2 separate regions of the Sus scrofa genome follow, and region 2 is linked to region 1. The links are chromatin contacts, called in public HiChIP or PLAC-seq maps. All regions are on one chromosome and are shown on one strand. The core of a region is the stretch at or near the end of the contact, and the rest is flanking DNA. Distances in the headings are between cores, read along the strand shown. Region 1 has its middle 82 kb from the start of KCNS3. Region 2 has its middle 15 kb from the start of MSGN1.

The links. HiChIP or PLAC-seq counts read pairs in DNA pulled down with a chosen protein or histone mark.
Region 2: a contact with region 1 is called in an H3K27ac HiChIP or PLAC-seq map of skeletal muscle. The contact joins two enhancer-like sites.

The regions. Positions count from the first base shown.
Region 1 is chr3:119,905,008-119,908,532 of Sscrofa11.1, reverse strand. No RefSeq gene overlaps it. Among named protein-coding and RNA genes, the nearest start is that of KCNS3, 82 kb to the left of the region's middle. Within about 2 kb of position 2,207, at least 15 of the 83 cell types and tissues checked have an H3K27ac peak or open chromatin away from gene starts, as enhancers often do. A contact at or near this core is called in skeletal muscle, where this site is marked.
Region 2 is chr3:120,047,752-120,050,869 of Sscrofa11.1, reverse strand. No RefSeq gene overlaps it. Among named protein-coding and RNA genes, the nearest start is that of MSGN1, 15 kb to the right of the region's middle. Within about 2 kb of position 1,284, at least 4 of the 83 cell types and tissues checked have an H3K27ac peak or open chromatin away from gene starts, as enhancers often do. A contact at or near this core is called in skeletal muscle, where this site is marked.

The sequences.
Region 1 (3,525 bases), core at 958-3,457:
CCTTAACCTGCTGCACTAAAAGACAACTCCCAAATATTTCTTTTTCTTTTTTTTTTTTTTTTTTTTTTGTCTTTCTGTCTTTTTAGGGCTGCACTCATGGCATATGATGGTTCAGGCAAGGGGTTGAATCAGAGCTGTAGCCACCAGCCTACACCAGGGCCACAGCAACGCATCTGCGACCTACACTACAGTTCATGGCAATGCTGGATCCTTAACCCACTGAGCGAGGCTAGGAATTGAACCTGTGTCCTCATGGATGCCAGTCAGGTTCGTCAACGGCTAAGCCATAACGGGAACTCCTCTGAAATATTCCATTTTAAAGTCAAAGTAATGAAACACAGATAGGGGAGGGGTCTCACCCAAGGTCACAGTTACAGTAAAACTCAGACTACAGCTCAAGGATCCTAGCCTTCTGTGCGGTGCAATTTCTGCCACACTGGGTCTGGAGTGTAAGCTCAGTGACAAATGGGACCTCAAACAGCACCTGGCATACAGAGAGTGTTGGCTGGTAACTCGATAAGGGACAAAGTGCTTACGTTTTAACTTCCTAGCAGCACAGAAAAGCTTCTTTTGGAACTTGGTGTGATTGAGTTTTCCCATCTGTTCTAAATCCGCAGGCTACCTGGCCTATAGGCTGCTCAGCACCATCCCCAGCTCATGCTTGTCTGAGCATCTGAGAGTAGCCAAGCCCACGGTGATAGTAAGGTGAGGAGACCAGAGGCCATACACTCAGGCCAAGCCTGCTTGAGTCCTGCTCTGACTTGGCTTGGATTCTTGCTGGGTTCTTACTCTAGCATGATTCAGCAATTGAAGCTGTGTTGTGACTACCTGAGGTGGAAGTCCATGCCTTGCTTTCTTCCTCATTATCTCTTAGTCAGACTAATCTAGGCTTTAATGCAGTAACAAACAAGTCCCCAATCTCAGTGGCTTAATATATAAAGGTTCATTTCTCACCCAGAGTCTGGCAGCTCTCTAGGACAGATCACCCACCCCCCTTTATTAATTAAAGTAGAGCTTCTTAGGACATTTTCCTGTTAAATGTCTCCCTTTCCCTTTCTCTCTCTCTTTTCTTTTTGTCTCTTTAGGGCTGCGCCTGTGGCATATGGGGTTGAAACGGAGCTGCAGGTGCCGGCCATAGCCACAGGCAGCAATGTGGGATCCCAGCAACATCTTCCAACTACACCATAGCTCACGGCAATGCCAGATCCTTAACCCACTGAGCAAGGCCAGGGATGGAACCCTAGTCCTTGCGGATACTAGTCGGGCTTGATACTGCTGAGCCACAGCGGGAACCTCAGGACAGTTCCCTTTTACACAGTGACTTAAAGATCTCAGTTTCTTGCATCTTGCTTTGGCACCATGTGAAAAACATGGCTTCCAGATCAGCTGACAGAGGAAAAGTGAGCCGGAGGGCTGTGCACTCTTAAATGCTCTAGCTTATGGAGTTCCTGTCGTGGCGCAGTGGTTAACGAATCCGACTAGGAACCATGAGGTTGTGGGTTCGGTCCCTGCCCTTGCTCAGTGGGTTAATGATCCGGCGTTGCCGTGAGCTGTGCTGTAGGCTGCAGACGCGGCTTGGATCCCGAGTTGCTGTGGCTCTGGTGTAGGCCGGTGGCTACAGCTCCGATTCAACCCCTAGCCTGGGAACCTCCATATGCCGCAGGAGCGGCCCAAAGAAATAGCAAAAAGACAAAAAAAAAAAAAAAAAAAAAAATTAAAATAAATAAATAAATAAATAAATGCTCTAGCTTAGAAAAGAAACACATCACTTCTGCTCAGTGCCTATTGGCCAGAACTAGTTACTGTTACCTGGACTTCTCCAACTGCAAGGGCCTTGGAAATTTAGAAAAGCACATAGGCTTTGGTAAGTAATAAAAACCTCTGTCAGGATGGAATCAGGCAAGTAAGAGATCAGAAGATTTTCATCTTTTTTTTTTTCCCTAAAAAAAATCTTGCAATAAGCTGACTTTGCACAGTGGAATGTTCCTTGTGGCTTAACAAGACATAAACAGCGCTATTGGTGGGTCTAGGAAATATATGCAGTGAGGCTTTAGGCTCTTGAGAACTTTGCCAGACCCAGTGGCTGCTCTGAGCTTAGGGCACACGAGTAGTCTCACTGAGTAATAAAAGGTGGGGTGGACGTGATTGGGCTGACCCCCAGTTGGCTGACTATTCAGTTCAGACAGAGCTAAAGAAAAACAGTTGCTCAGCGGCCTTTCAACTCTGCTCCTTTCCTGTTATTTCTTCAGCCATTTATAGCCTAGTGTCTGGATAGAGCTGGGCCAAAGTTTGGCAGGATTTGAGGCAGATAAATCATTTGCAGACCAGCAAGGGCCTCACAGCTTTACTTGGAAAGGGAAAATTGGGAGCTTGTACTGGGCTGGTATACCAACCTGTCCTTTTACTGGCCAAGAGCGCTTTCATTTTCACCCCCACGGAGGCCAAGCACAATTGACTTAATGTTTTCTGCTCTTGTGTAGGATCACCTACTAAAAGAGGGCTTTATTTCTTACTTTTAAGTAAAGTCAGAGACTTTAAGTTACACCTGAGAAAAAAGAGGGACAAAAATTAACTGTACATCATTCCCTCTTTCTCCTCCAATTTTTCTCAGCCCCACATCTAATCAGTTATCAGATGATCTTAACTATGCCTTCTGATGATCTCTACAATATATTTTATACCCCAAACCTGATTGCCTTTGCCTTAGGTTAAGGCTCTTCTCTATCCCATCCAGAATATTTTAGTAGCATCCTAACTGGTCTTGCTACCCTCAGTCTTAATTTAACTGGTTTGGTTTTTATCCTTCTGACAGAGTAATATGTCAAACCCAAATATAACCCTATCACAAACACACGTAACATTTTTTTTTCCAATGGCTTTTGATTATCTGTGGAATAAATTTCCATTCCTCCTATTTTAGTGCATACAGCTTGTCATGATGTGGCTGCTGGTTTTCCTCTACGGTCTCTCATCTCCATACTCCTAGCACGGGGGGGATAACTGGTGGGTACCAGATTGTCTTATGCCCATTCGTGCCTCTGCTTCTTCCCATATGTTGCTACCCAGAATGCTGCTGTCTTATTTCTTCATCTTGCAAACTCTTTAATCGTTCAGGATTCAGCCCACACATCATTTTCCCTAGGGAAAATTTCTAGATCCCCTCAGTTAGGCTAGCCAGCCTACATTTGGATTCTGGCAGCATTTATTGCACTCCATTATAATATATAATGTACTCAGAATCCACGTAGATTCTGAATAGCCATCTTGAAGGCAGAAACCGTATCTTACTTAACTTTGTCTCTGTTATGTGTGACTCTGTTTTTGAACACCCCATTCTGTTCTGTTGATCTTTATGTCTACATTTATGCCAACATCACACTGTCTTCAAAATTGTAGCTTTATAATAAGTCTTGAAATAAAATAGGGTAAGAATCACAACTTAGTTCTTATTTTCAAGTTGATATGGACACGTATAACCTTCATATTATTCCATACACTGAGAATCAGCTTGTCAACTTTAACAAA
Region 2 (3,118 bases), core at 35-2,534, 140 kb before region 1:
ACCCACAGATATATGATCATAGCTTTCCAGGAAACAGATATGTCATGAGGAAAGTGGAGTTCAAGCCCCTTCCCTAAGTCTTCTGAGGTCAAATCACTGACGTATAGAAATACCAGGACTGGAGTTCGGACCACCTCCACCCAAGCCTGTTGTCACCCTCAGTGTAATAAGTTTCAGTTAGGCATCTAAAGAGGACCAAACCCTTGGTTGGGCCATATGTTTTCTAGATAAGGTTTAGGATATGGTAGGAAGAGCCCAGTGTTTGGGGAGGAACACCCCATTCTCCAAAGGCCAGACCACCCATTTATTTGGAACATCTATTACATCAGAACTCTTCATTTGTACACTTCCTAAAAGGGCATTTAGTGTTTTATGCAAAGCACTGTAGCAAGTGGTTAAGACCTTGGACCATTAGCATGTGACCTCAAGCAGGTTACTTGACCTCTTTAAGCCACAGGTGTTTCATTGTGAAGTATGGATACTAACACTCCCCACCCCCTAGAGTTGTGTGTTGATTAAACCGTGAGATAAAGTACTAATCAAAATGCATGGAGAGTACTCCATCTATGTTCATAATGATTTGAAAATTCAACCCCACATAGGACAGGATGCTTTAAAGTAGAAAAATGAGTTTAAAAGAGTAGAGAAATAGATGTTTTTAAGCAAGTGGGCACTGAATACACATCATTACACAGTAAGTGATGGGCCATTGAGAGTAACTGAAGAAAGGAAGCCTCTCATAGTCCTCAGCTCATAGTCTAGTTGAGTGCCGTGTACCATAGGAGGAAAGCCTTGTGTTAGCCCACGGACACAGTAGACACAACCCCCCGCCACCAAGGGGTTGACTGGTAGTCAGAGTAGACTGCAAAACACCATTAGGATTTGGAGAGGCAATGGAACGGCACCACTCACCCCAGGCAGGAAAACTACACCAGCCAAGGACTAGCAGTGGGATGCGTGGCCTGTCCTCTATGGACAGTGAGAAAGGAAAGTCCAGACTGAAGAAAAGGGAGATAAAGTGAGGAGTGAATAGGTAGCTTTAGTGACAAGTAAGCTGGCTTAATGAGAATATCCAAAGCAAAAACAGACCAAGGGCTCAGGCACAGTCCCCAGAGTGTTGGAGAAAACTAAGATCTATTAGATGGCAACAGTTTGCATTATGGGGAAAAGAGGGGGGTGGGAAGGGGAGTAGGAAATTTATCTCCAACCCAGCTGTTTGTCCCTTCGGGCAGACAAGGCTCCCCAGGTCCACTCTTCAGCAGAGCCCATCACAAAATCTGATGATTGAAAAGGCTGTGCAGCCTCAAAGACTCTGCTTTCCATGCCTAAGAATGTCCAGGAAAAAGTCGAGTTGAAGACACTTACCTTCTCTCTGCCTGGCTTTCTCACTTGTACTTGCCCAACCTGGTCTTCCTTCAAGGCATAATTAGATTACATCTTCAGGATGCTTTGAGCTCCGAGAAGGGTATCATGCACGGACCCCCGGGTGTGGTTATTTCCGCAGATTCCATTTCCTCTGTTCTCTTTGAATCCATCTCCTGGTAACAGCTGTCTGGCTCCCTAAAGCCCTCAACAGCTGCAATGAGCCCACCATTTGAGCCCATGGATGACACAGGCTCAGCCCTGAGATGCAGCTGTTCTTTAAAGCCTCATGTCTCAGCCCTCCCCCTGGATCTGGACCACAAAGAAAGCCGTTCATTAACCCCCTACATTTCAACTTTTCCTATGAGGGATCCCATGGTGGCCCAGTCTCTTAATTCTGCCACGTATTGCTAGTTTTGCCACCGGCAAGCGCAAAAAGCCTCTCTAAACTTCAGTTTACTCAATTCTCCGATGGCAATGATGATGCTACCCATCCCATGAGGTTGTTGTGAAGCTCCGAGGATATAATTAGATGTGAAAATCTACGTCTTATAAGGCAATCGTCCTGCATTAGGTGTTATTAAAGTCCTTGTTTCTGATTTTTAACAAGTGAAAAAATTATTAACAATACGGGCAGTACTATAAACTTCTGAATTGGGCTTTCCATATGAACGGTCACTGAGGAGTAGAGGGGGCACAGGTTTCTGGAGAAGATGCCAGAAAGCCATCTTAGAGGGACTGAGAGAATCTGAGAAGTTAAGGGGCAGGTGTGTGTTGGAGGGAGAGCCTTGGGTGAGGGATGCAGCCCACGCAAAGGCTGAGAGAAGAAAATGTGGTCTAGGGACAGTGTAGGGCCATCTGGAACGGGGCAGAGATTATGCTTGAGGACCAGGAGGACATAAAGTTGGAAGGCTCAGGATGGGCCAGAGTATGGCTGGCCTTCAATGAGAGGCAGATAAGTTACAGGAGAGGTTTTAATAACATGGTAAAGTCAAGCCCTGGAGGCCCCCCAGGCCTGCACTCTGCCTCCTAGGATTTGTCTCTAACAATCTAGACCAAAGGGCCTGCATTGGACAGCTCTTGGCTTCCTGGTGCCAGTCTCAGTAACTCTTGGGCCCCTGGAGGTCTTAGCTGTTTGTCAGCGATTCCCCTCTTTCCACCTTCTTAATTACGGAGATTACACGGCTCCTGCCCAGACTTATCCAGTTAGACTCTTTAGGAGAGGGGCCTGGAAACCTTTCTTTTGAAAATAACTCTTCCTTCTCCCCAGGTTCTTTTTTTTTTTTCTTTCTTTCTTTTTAGGGCCACACCTGTGGCTTACGGAAGTTCCCAGGCTAGGGGTCCAATTAGAGCTGCAGCTGCCGGCCGACGCCACAGCCACAGTAACACAGGATCCTTAACTGACTGAGCGAGGCCAGGGATCAAACCTGTGTCCTCATGGATACTAGTCAGGTTCTTAACCTGCTGAGCCACAACGGGAACTCTCTCCCCAGGTTATTCTTCTTGTCATGAAAATATGGGAGGTATGCATGTGAGCTATGCCATGAACGCTAAACGGAGCTCCAGCAAGGACTCAGAATCCTGATCATATCCTACTTGTTCGTGTCCTGTTACCTTTACTGACTGCTTCTCCCCCAGTCCCCTTCTCCCTCCCTCCCTCTCATTCTCCCTCCCTTCCTCCCTTCCTCCTTCCTTTCTTCTTCCTTCCTCCTGTCCTTGTCCTTTCTTTCTTTCTTTTACCCAGATGCTTTGATTC